Linked DNA regions of Rattus norvegicus: region 2 is linked to region 1. Evidence: chromatin contacts called from public Hi-C data. All regions are on one chromosome and are shown on one strand. The core of a region is the stretch at or near the end of the contact, and the rest is flanking DNA. Distances in the headings are between cores, read along the strand shown. Region 1 overlaps Tcf7l2 (transcription factor 7 like 2). Region 2 overlaps LOC103691380 (a long non-coding RNA gene).

What was found. A called contact is a pair of places that touch in the nucleus more often than the background predicts.
Region 2: a Hi-C map of psoas muscle shows a contact between it and region 1, with 2.3 times the contacts expected there. The contact joins two enhancer-like sites. A contact is called at or near these places in 3 of 12 Hi-C or Micro-C datasets (Schwann cells, frontal cortex and psoas muscle).

The regions. Positions count from the first base shown.
Region 1 is chr1:264,929,546-264,934,584 of GRCr8, reverse strand. The region is part of intron 5 of Tcf7l2 (transcription factor 7 like 2); the gene reads right to left. Among named protein-coding and RNA genes, the nearest start is that of Tcf7l2, 140 kb to the right of the region's middle. Within about 2 kb of position 2,629, at least 9 of the 93 cell types and tissues checked have an H3K27ac peak or open chromatin away from gene starts, as enhancers often do.
Region 2 is chr1:265,173,297-265,178,449 of GRCr8, reverse strand. It overlaps LOC103691380 (a long non-coding RNA gene), which reads left to right. Exons shown (of 4, transcript XR_590740.4): 3 at 100-157. Among named protein-coding and RNA genes, the nearest start is that of Habp2, 150 kb to the left of the region's middle. Within about 2 kb of position 2,584, at least 4 of the 93 cell types and tissues checked have an H3K27ac peak or open chromatin away from gene starts, as enhancers often do.

The DNA of each region.
Region 1 (5,039 bases), core at 1,380-3,879:
TTTGACTCATGTTTACTAATTCAATTTATCTTCATTTTGAGCTGTGTGGACTGACGGACCGCCATCATTACAAAGGATAAGAACTCAATACTGGAGGAAGACACAGACCTATTTATGTCGTGGCTTCTCAGACCACACACCATTGCCTGCACTGGGGTGCCTGCAAGTGAGGAATTGATTCCCTGCGCAAAGGACCAATAAGCCAAGGCTTCAGAAGCAAAGGAGTTCAACTGTAGTCATCCAAGTAGACAAACATGGAGGGACAAAAGAAATGTCTTTATAGAAATCACAAGACGAAGGGCCAGTCCAAGTGGGGCATTCTGTCAAATTCTCCAGATACATATTGGAAAATACAAAATAAAATGTATGTTCTTCAACTGTGCAGCTTGTTGTTAAGCATTTCTGATAAAGAGATGATAGATAGATGATAGATGATAGATAGATAGATAGATAGATAGATAGATAGATAGATAATGGATGGATAGATTAGATGGATAGATGGATAAATGGATAGATGGATGACAGATAGATGGATGGATGGATAGATAGGTAGATAAATAGATGGATGGATAGATAGAAAGGATAGATAGATAGATAGATAGATAGATAGATAGATAGATAGATAGATAGATAGATAGATAGGAAGGATAGATGGACAGACAGGTGAGGGATAGATGGATGGATGATAGATAGAAAGGATAGATAGGAAGGATAGATGGACAGACAGGTGAGGGATGGATGGATGGATGGATGGACGGATGGACAGATGATCTCAGAATAAACATACTAACTAAGCGAGAGAGCTTAGCAAGTCACACTGACACTAAATAAGATGTTAGCAGCAGCAATTCCTGACTGTTCATCAGGAATCCCTTTGCAAAACTCACAAGATTAGAGATGGCATTATCAAGATTTTAACAACCATCGGGCCGTATCTGACCTGTAACAACTGACAGTCAACAGAACCCACATGATAGGCTTTGAACAGTTGAATGAACCATCCTGGGAAACTTTAAAGGGAATGACTGGCCATGCATCCAAGTCTTAGAAGGAGCGTTTTTATGTCTGTGTCTGACTTGAGGATTTAGCTACTTTTCAGACTTTATTAAAAAAAAAAAAAGTGGTCAGCTAACAGAAATCTTTCAGTTTATAGTGCCCACAATATCATAGATCTCTAATGACAAAATTTATTTATTTTTTTAAAATGCTGGTGGGGAAGAAGAAAAACCACAGGTCTTCCTGAGATTAGGAGACATGTGAGCAAAGACCAATAAGAACAAAGGATCATAATTTCTCACCATGATACATGGCTGTCACCTCGCAGAACCCCCTTAAATAGACTCCAGCTGCCAGCAGTGTGCCAAGCACAGCTGACCATCCTAGGCAGGAATGCACCCCAGTTTGTAGGACTCAAGTCCTCATAGCTGCTGACCACTTCTTGAAACATGGGGTTGGTGAGAGTTGAATACTGACACCACGCTGCTTTAGTGAGTTAGAAATTATGCTAACGGTGATTTCTCCACAGACTTGCTTGATAAGAATCATTTTTGTATATAAGGATAGACAGATGCTTAAAAATCTGTATGGCCAGGGTTTGGGGTCAGGTTTTGATTACTGAACCAAAAGATGCCTGCCACTCATGGAGCTTCCAGTTAAGTACTACTATCATGGCAATATAACAAAGGCTGCAGACGGGGCCTTTCAGCTGAGGATAACTTACAGGGAAAGCAAGGGGCAGAACAAACCAATTATTTGGAGGGGAGAACCATTTGAAACTCCAGCCGTGACAGAAATCCACCTGCAACGCTTTAAAACAGGAAGGCTTCTTCCCCTTCAATTTTTATTTAAATATGGAGGAGGATCTAAATATGTGGTCCTTGACCGAATCCGCATCCCACAATTGAGTCAGATGCTGAAAATATTATCACTACTCGTCCCTGCAGAGAGACCACACATTGCCGTCCCAGAGGCCCAGGGACAGTGGGAAGACATAATGCCATTCTGAAAGTCCCCAGTTTTCATTAAGGGACAAATGACGTTTTTGTGGACTTTTAACTTTCGTGTGTCATATGAAGTTTAGGAAGATTGCCAGAGGAGAGTCACCCATATCCAGGATGCTGACTAATGTTCCACTTAAGTAACCACGGGGACTTGTTCATAGCACACGTGAGGTTTGAGAGATTAGGAGTGCACATGCCTAATCCCAAGCTGCCTCAGGGGCTTCTCCAGGCAGAAGGAAGGGGACTTTAAGAAGGCAGGTCCTCCTGAGCCTGGCCAATCACCAGCTAGAGAGGGATGTCTCCGTTAGCCCCAGAATTAGTGCTGGGTAAGAAGGAAGAAAGCGCTGTGTGTGTGCAAGCAAGCACATGTGTGAAGTCACCCGCTGTACAGTGTCAAAGCAGACTCAACAGATGTGACAGCCTCAGCCTCTTTCCTAAGCTCCTTGTAAACACACCCAGAGGGTAACACACAATGGGCACGTCCACTGAATAATAAAGTAAAATTAAATTATGACATGCCTCCACCATAGCAACAACGCCCATTGGCTCTCACCGGGGAAGTCCTGCCAAGGTTCCTGCCACAGCGTGGCGTCGGGAATGCACTCACATGAGGCCCAGATGGAGAGCATGTTGCAACTGCCTGCCCCAAGCAGACTGGGAAACTGGTTTTGAATGCAAGCAAGCATCTTGGAACAGTCTGGGCTGCGGGTTGTTTTGTCAAAAACCATCTTGTTTTTGTCTAGCCCATCTCTTCAAGGAAGCTTAAGAGAGACTGTTTCTCATACCCAAATACGGACACACATGACAGCAGCCCCACAGTACAGACGAAAACACAAACAAGCTCGGGGGAACATGGAAGAACTGATCTAATGAGGGCTGGTTAGTAGTTTTAATGAATGAAGAGGAGGAGGTGGTGGAGGAGGAGGAAGGAGAGGGAAAAGAGCAGAGAGAGGAGCAAGAGAGGAAGCAAACACCATTGCTCCTGGCTTAGACCTCTCAGGCTCTCTCTCACACTCTTCCTTCCCTTAAGGATGTCTGGTTCGTTCACCCCGTCTGGAAATGTCACCCAGCCAGACTCCCCACACTAAAGCTAAGGTGATAAATGAACTGAGGGGAACTCTTGCCCTCAGTGGGCTCAGGATCTTGAAAGCCAGCACTGTCTCCTAGCCCACTGAGCCTCAAACAGAACCAGAACCCAAAGCTCAGCTCCCTCAATAACGTTTTCCCAAATAAAAATTCACCTTACCTCCATGTTGGGGAAGGAACACATTTTAAATTGAGTTTTAAAAAGAATCTAAATGTCATGCTCTGCTGTGAAATTATCTAACCGTGAGGCGCTATGGAGATTAGAGCACAGGAAACTTTGTGTCAATAATCAAACTCCATTTCTTTTCAAAGTCTATCCTGACTCAGAGAGCTATTGGCTTTTTTTTTTTCTTCTGTAGTCCACTCACTTGGCAAAATTAGTCTGCAATTGGGACAAAAAAATATTACCGTCACTCAGGTAGTATGTATAAATATCAATATTGATTTGGATTTTGTCTCTTTAAAAATTTTATTTCGGATTTTTGAAATTTTTATGTGGAAAAGCGTTCTGTGAGCGCATCCCGTACCTGCAGAGGGCACAAGAGAGTATCAGATCCAAGAAGCTGGAGTTCCTGGTGAGCCTTGGGTGGGTGCTGGGTCCTCTGTAAGTGCAACATTGCTCTTAACCACTGAGCCATCTGTCCGGCCCCCTGGATTTTAGCTCTTTGACCCAGTACTTAGCTTAGCATTTGCACATTTGGTTCTAGGCTTTATAAACTATGACATAAATGACTGGCACACACACACAACATTTTTAGCTGTTTTTCCAACTATAAATTAGGTAAAATATACAGACGCTTAGGGGTCAAGAGCCAGCAATTAGACTCTTCTTTGCCCTCACTGTAATTTTGAGGCAGCCAAGCTTGTCAGAAAAAAAAAGGCACTTTTGCAACCAACGAGGTATGTAAGTTTAAAACATGCTTACTGCTGTGCCCAGTATAAATACACAGAACTGATGAGGCACTGGTTAAATGCTCAAAAAAAGAAAAGAAAATCCAAGCTGCAAGAATTTACACCTAAAAACACCACTACTAGAATAGTGGGGAAGGGAGATCCTAAAAGAAGAAAAGGAAGAGAAGGAGGCATTGGAGGTAGGGAGGGGTGGCAATGACTTCCCAGTAGGCAATATTTTAGCATGGAGATTATAAATTCCTTAAATACAGCTCCTAAAACCCACTTCTTTAAAAAGCAATTATTCAAACAACTGATGGGCTCGCGGGAAAGAAGCTTGAGGACCTAAAAGAACAACTGAGAGGCCATTGTTATCTAAGGAGACACCAGTTTTGTTTTGTTTTGTTTTGTTTTCCAAAGTTGTCTCTACTCAGACCCTACAGAGACCCATAAGAATTGGATTTTTCTAAGAGAAAGGCTTCTTAAAGCCAGGGGAAGAAGCCAAGAATTACCATGTGTGTTAAGCAAACGTGTTTAATGTTTCCTGACATGTCTTCATTGGTTTTAAAAACTGGCCCCTCTAAGCTTATGGCAAAGCCGTTTTCTATGATGGTTTATCAGCGTCGTCAAGAAAGAGCCATTTTTGAAAAGACTTCTTTTGATCACACATTCCACCAGAACCAAGGTTTAGTTAGAACATCAAAATTATCGATGAATCGCATAGAACAACACCACGTTCAGAACCAGCGAGTGACCCCGCATTAGGTTCTCGCTTGGGAGCCGGCTGAGTGTTTCAGCGCAGAGTGCTTATGTCCTATATGGCCCTCCTCGAGGAAACGAATCACATAATCACCTTTCATAAGCATGCAGTCCAAATCTTGTATCATTCTCGGGGTTGCAAACCCCGCTACTGTTCCTACTTTACAGAAGGCAAAGTTGAGGTTGCCGAGAATATACCCCCAAGACTCTTGGTTAACACAGCAAGTGAAGACTCAGAGTTTGAACTCTAGTACTTCCTGGATGGATGCTCTTCCTAACCCTGTGCCTACATTCCTGTCCGTC
Region 2 (5,153 bases), core at 1,335-3,834, 240 kb before region 1:
ATAAGCAAGAAATCTGAGCAAGCCCTGGATAGCAAGCCCTGGATAGCAAGCCAGTAAGCAGTGTTCCTCTCTGATCTCTGCTTCACTTTCTGCTTACAGAGTTCCCGCTTTGACGTCCTGCCCTGATTTTCCTCACGGATGACTGCGACCTGGAGCTGTAAGTTAGAATAAACTCTCTTCTCTCCAAGTTACTTATGGCCACGGTGTTTTTACCACAGCAACAGAACCCCTGACTAAGCCGCATGACTTAGGAATGACTGGGTATAAATGCATTTAAATTACTTACACTTTCCACCTTATTAGGATCTCCTGGTATGTCTTAAGTGACAGACCCAGTAGTCGTGGTTCTCTACTGCCTAGAGAAAGGAAGCTAGTGGGAGATGTGCTGGATTGCAGGCGCCTTATGGAATCACCCACGGTTCACAGGAAGTAAACACTGACTAGAAACACCGCCATACTTGCCCAAGAGCCCCAGCTAAAGGACTTCAGCTCCCTTCCGGGGACTTTATCAACATACCTTTTTGTGTGGAATAAAACACCTCTTGAAATAACATCTCAACTTGAGGAAAGATGTTTAAAAGAAATGGTCTTGAGGGGAAGAAAGCACACAGGGCTCCCGATGGCTCCCCGAAAGTCATAGGCTGTGTGGAAGCTAAAAGAGGCACTCATATCTTAGTCTTTTACAGTTCCACAATGCTAAGGTTTCTTACCACAGCTATGCACTGTCTCATCTTAAGACATGGAGATACCGGTCCTGTTCTCAGGAGCACGCTCTGTGGAAACTGCCCCTAGAACCTTCTCCACGATTAAAAAGAAAAAAAAAAATGGGAGGAAATTACTTCCTCTAGGCGGCCGTTCCAGGTGGGACACATTACTGCCATTCCTTACCTGAAGGATGAGCTTCGTTAATTCCACCTATTATTTATCGACCCACCCTAGAGCTACACCGTGAGTAAGAGCCAGGAACAGGCCCGGGGAGCCAGGCCTACAGACTGTGCAAGGGAGGTGCCTGCTTGGTCTGAGCATTTCTCTCAAGGAGGCCGACAGTGCGTTACCAGTTTGGGCCTCTGGTCCCGTCTTTATGACATGTGTTCTGGTGGGACAGGAGCCAAGGAAGCTCCTGGCTTCCAAGGAAGGCTTAAAGGCTCCAGAGGCCCGACCCAGCCGAAGGTTCTGGGAAGGCTTCTCTCCACATGCGACTTTGTGGCCGGGAACAGGGAGATGAGGAGCCGGACTGATGAGGTGAGAGGACTGGGATCTGGGCTGAGCACCCAGACAGGCCCTGAGGTTCCCAAGGACAGCCCAGCCTTCAGGAGCCTCAGAGCCTCAAGGGCAGACACAGGATGGGGCCAAGAAGTCACGTGGTAGCTTGAAGAGTGTGGGATTCTAAACTTTTCCCTGAGAACAGTTCAAAGTTCCTGAGAGGTTTCTCCTAACGGGCGTATTCCACTTGGCCCCACCCGGTCCAAACTCTACTCCTGCCAATTATGGGCGCCTTGTGATCCGCTTCATAGCAGAACCAAGCCACCCCAGAGAAGATCCTTTAAGCATGACAGCCTATGTTGCCTCTTCCCCTCTCTTTGTCTCTTGCTGTCTGGTAGAGACCATAAAATCTATCCAGGGAACTTTTGGCGAGGAACGCAAATTAAACTAATTGTTCTAGCCTCACAGCCTTGCCCAGAGCTTCAAAAGGGGCATCGAATACCACCACCCCGACCAGTGAGACAAGCGAATTAAAACTGGTGGGGCCAGAAGTGGCTGTGGATTTGCCAAGGACCTCTTGGCAGGTCCCAGGTACTCTGAGCGTCATGCTTTGGCTGGTAGTCAAGGGAGGACCCTCCCATGTCCTGTCGAAAACGTGTATTTATAGGTTTAATTATGTGAATTCACTTGCTCTTTGCTCAAAGAAAGTAGAGACAGGGTCGTTTTAATGCTCCACAGAAATGAAACTGTATTGAAGCCAGCCTGACCTCAGACTGAATGTCAGAGCCGTTGGGTTTTCCAGCAGGAACACAATACTTTTTATAGAATGGGAAGTCAATTGAAAAATCATTAAAAAGTAGAGTTGGGAAGGGCTCTGTGCTCACTAAGGTTAGGTCCCTAGAGCCACTATAGCCTTGGTCCCTGTGGGGAAGGGTCTAATGCTTTGTCCACTCAAAGTTTTAAATATCTCACCAAGGGCTCATTCCTGGGAATACCTCTCCCGGGGTGCCAGATCTCGCCCCGCGCATGAGTCAAGGCTCCTTCTCGCTCTTCGGCCTCACTCAGCTCAATGGTGTAGATAGGCGTATGCTGTGTTTGAAACAAAAGGCCTTGCCTTTGCTTCCCTTTCATCCCCAGGTCTCCTACCTGTGGAAACTTCCAGATCTGGAAGGGGGAGGGGGGAGGGGCAAGCCGAACAAGTAGCCATTCGTTCCGAAAGCGGCCATTTCAAGAAGCCAAACTCCAGGCCTGCAGCCTGCAGCGGACGTTTCTGCTCTGGGAACAGGCAGGATCCATGAAATCCGCCTTACTAAAAGCTCAAGGAACCAGCCCAGAGCTGAGCTGCCTCTTGCTTGTAGCTGGGACAGAAGGTGGCAGCATAGCATCAGGCTGCAAGGGCTGCGGTCCCGCTGAAGCTGGGGACCATCCTAACCCTCCCGGGGCATCCAGATTCCTCCTCTAGCGCCAAGCATGCCCTGCTTAGGCTAGGAGTGACCCGAAAATTCAGCTTTTAAAGGTGAACCTCGAACATCCAGAAGTGTTCGAACACAGTCTATTTTCTACGTTAAAAAAAAAAAAAAAGTCATGTCGCCAGAGTAAATCTGAAAGATACCAAATGTGTCATGGGGAGGGCCCCACATACACATATTCACAAACACGAACAGCCCATGTAGTAAATTTTTAAATAAATTCAGAATGCGTGCATCTTCCTTCCTTTACATTCTCCCGCCATCTCTGAATTCGCCTCTGCTCTTCCTGTTTTCTTTGGCTATTTTTTTTTTAAACTTGTTTGGTAGTGTTTGCATGTAGTCCTTCGGAAGCAGGGATCCACACAGTAAGCACTTCTGACTCAAGAGCCGGACCCCTGCTGGGTAGCCAATTAAATGCACTGCCCACCAGGGAAAGTGTGATATTTTTTATTACTTTCTAATTTCAGGCCCTGAAATGGCTTCAGTGATCAGAACATTTTTCCTGCCTAAGAAACCTAAAGGAGGCAGCGAAATGATGCCTTTGATTTGTATTTTATTTATAACGGTCCATACTGGCCAAGTGCATGCTAAGGATTTCCCCAGGGCCTCAGAGGGCTTCAGGAGTGGAAAAGCAAGACAAAGAAAGAAAAAAAAAAAAGCACAAAACTTTCTCTCCCAGTCGCCTTGGCAGAGCGGGGGAAACTGTCAGGAGCAGTGGGAACCGCTTTTCTGAGAAGTCGGTGAACTGAGAAAAAATGGATAGAAGAATTGGGACAAAACCATTTCAGTGGATTTAAATCTATTTAAACGACAAGAGTAAATCAAAGCCATGCCTCTTTCTCATTACCAGTGGCCCCAGTGGTGGGGCCTCATAAATGCTGGCTAAGGAAGACTTGCGTTCATTCCTAAGTACATTCACAGGAAGCCCCACCCAAGGTGGAAGGAGGCTCGCTTGTTCCCTTCTCTTCTAGAAAGCATCAGCCTGGAGCAGCAAGGCTTCGAGGGCAAGGAGGAGAAACAACCCGACTCTAATGAGGAAAAGAGAAAAAGAAGTCAAATTCCCCCTGAATGCCTGAATGTTTATTTATTTATCTTTGCAACAAGGTTTAAAATCTAGAAGAGCTGCTGGGTGAAACAAACCACACCAAGCGGCTCACAAAACACCAGAAGCTCAAATTCCGAGCCTTTCCAAATCCTACCCTCCTGCCGCTGGGGTCTTGACTGAAAGTCTTCTTTTCCCCTTTTTTCTTTTCCTTTTCTCCTGACTCACTTGTTTAGCCAGAGGTAATTCTGAATGCTTATCTGAAGTACCTCACTGGCATTCTGGGGGGACATTCCTACTAGTGAGGGCCCCCCTTAAAAACAGGAGCTGTTTCAATTCCCATTAAGCAATTCTCTGTGATGTAAGTCTTTTAATGAACAGTCAGCTCGCGTCGAGACTAACACGTTGAACCCTGCTTGCTAACGATTTTCACAAAATGTGATTCGGAAATTAAAAATCGCAATGTTGTAAGAGGCCGGCTACCGAGTGTTATTAGACAATGCTTTGCTAAGACGATCTTTCCTATCTCTTACGCAGAAACCCCATGGGAACGAAACTGTTTATCCTGACTGTGTACGGCCTCTGCAAGTGCCACTTTATCATAGGATTTAAAGTTCAACAACTTAGCAGACAGTATTTATTATTTAAGGAAAGGTTAAGTGTTTCTTCTGTGCTGCTCTGACTTCAAAATCACAAAGCAATACATCTCCTCCCTCTGCCCCCTTCTTTCTGCTTCCTTCCTTTTCCTCCCTTCCTTTCCCTCCGCCTTCCTTTTCCATCCCCCTCCCTCCTTTCCTTCCTTCCTTCCTTTCTTCTTTCTTTTTTTCTTCCTTCCTCCCTTCTTTCCTTCTTTTCTTCCCTTTTTTAACTTGCAAATTGGATACTGTCAACTTCTTAAAGTCCCTAACAATTCCCTACCCCTTCAGGAAAATTTAACTATATTATTTAAAATGGCCAAACTCCACTTTAAGGAAGAATATTCCATATAGCTTCAGCTAAAAAGAACGTCCCAGATAAAAATATCACCCCCTTTTCAAGCAGAGCCAATTTTACAATACGCGGAAGCACAGGCACTCGAGTGAACTCACAGACACACAACAGGGGATGGAATGCTGGGATGTTTCACCTAGGTGTGCCCTGGGCCTGTCTCACCCCAGCTCACAGAGGCCTCCAACTTCTGGCCTCTGGTATGGGACAGCGGAGTGTTGACCTCTGGGAAGCAGCACTATTTCCAATCAACCAATTTGGCAATGTTGTGTTTTACGGTTTCTAAAATTAATGCTAAATCTAAACAGAAACATTGCTGGTGTGGAACTGTGTTAGAGAAGACGTACATGGCTGGTGTGGAACTGCATTAAAGCGGACGTTGTTCACCTGGTCTCTTCAAATCCGTTCCTTACCAAAACTGACTTCCCAGTTTGTGCCCATCCCGTTTCGAA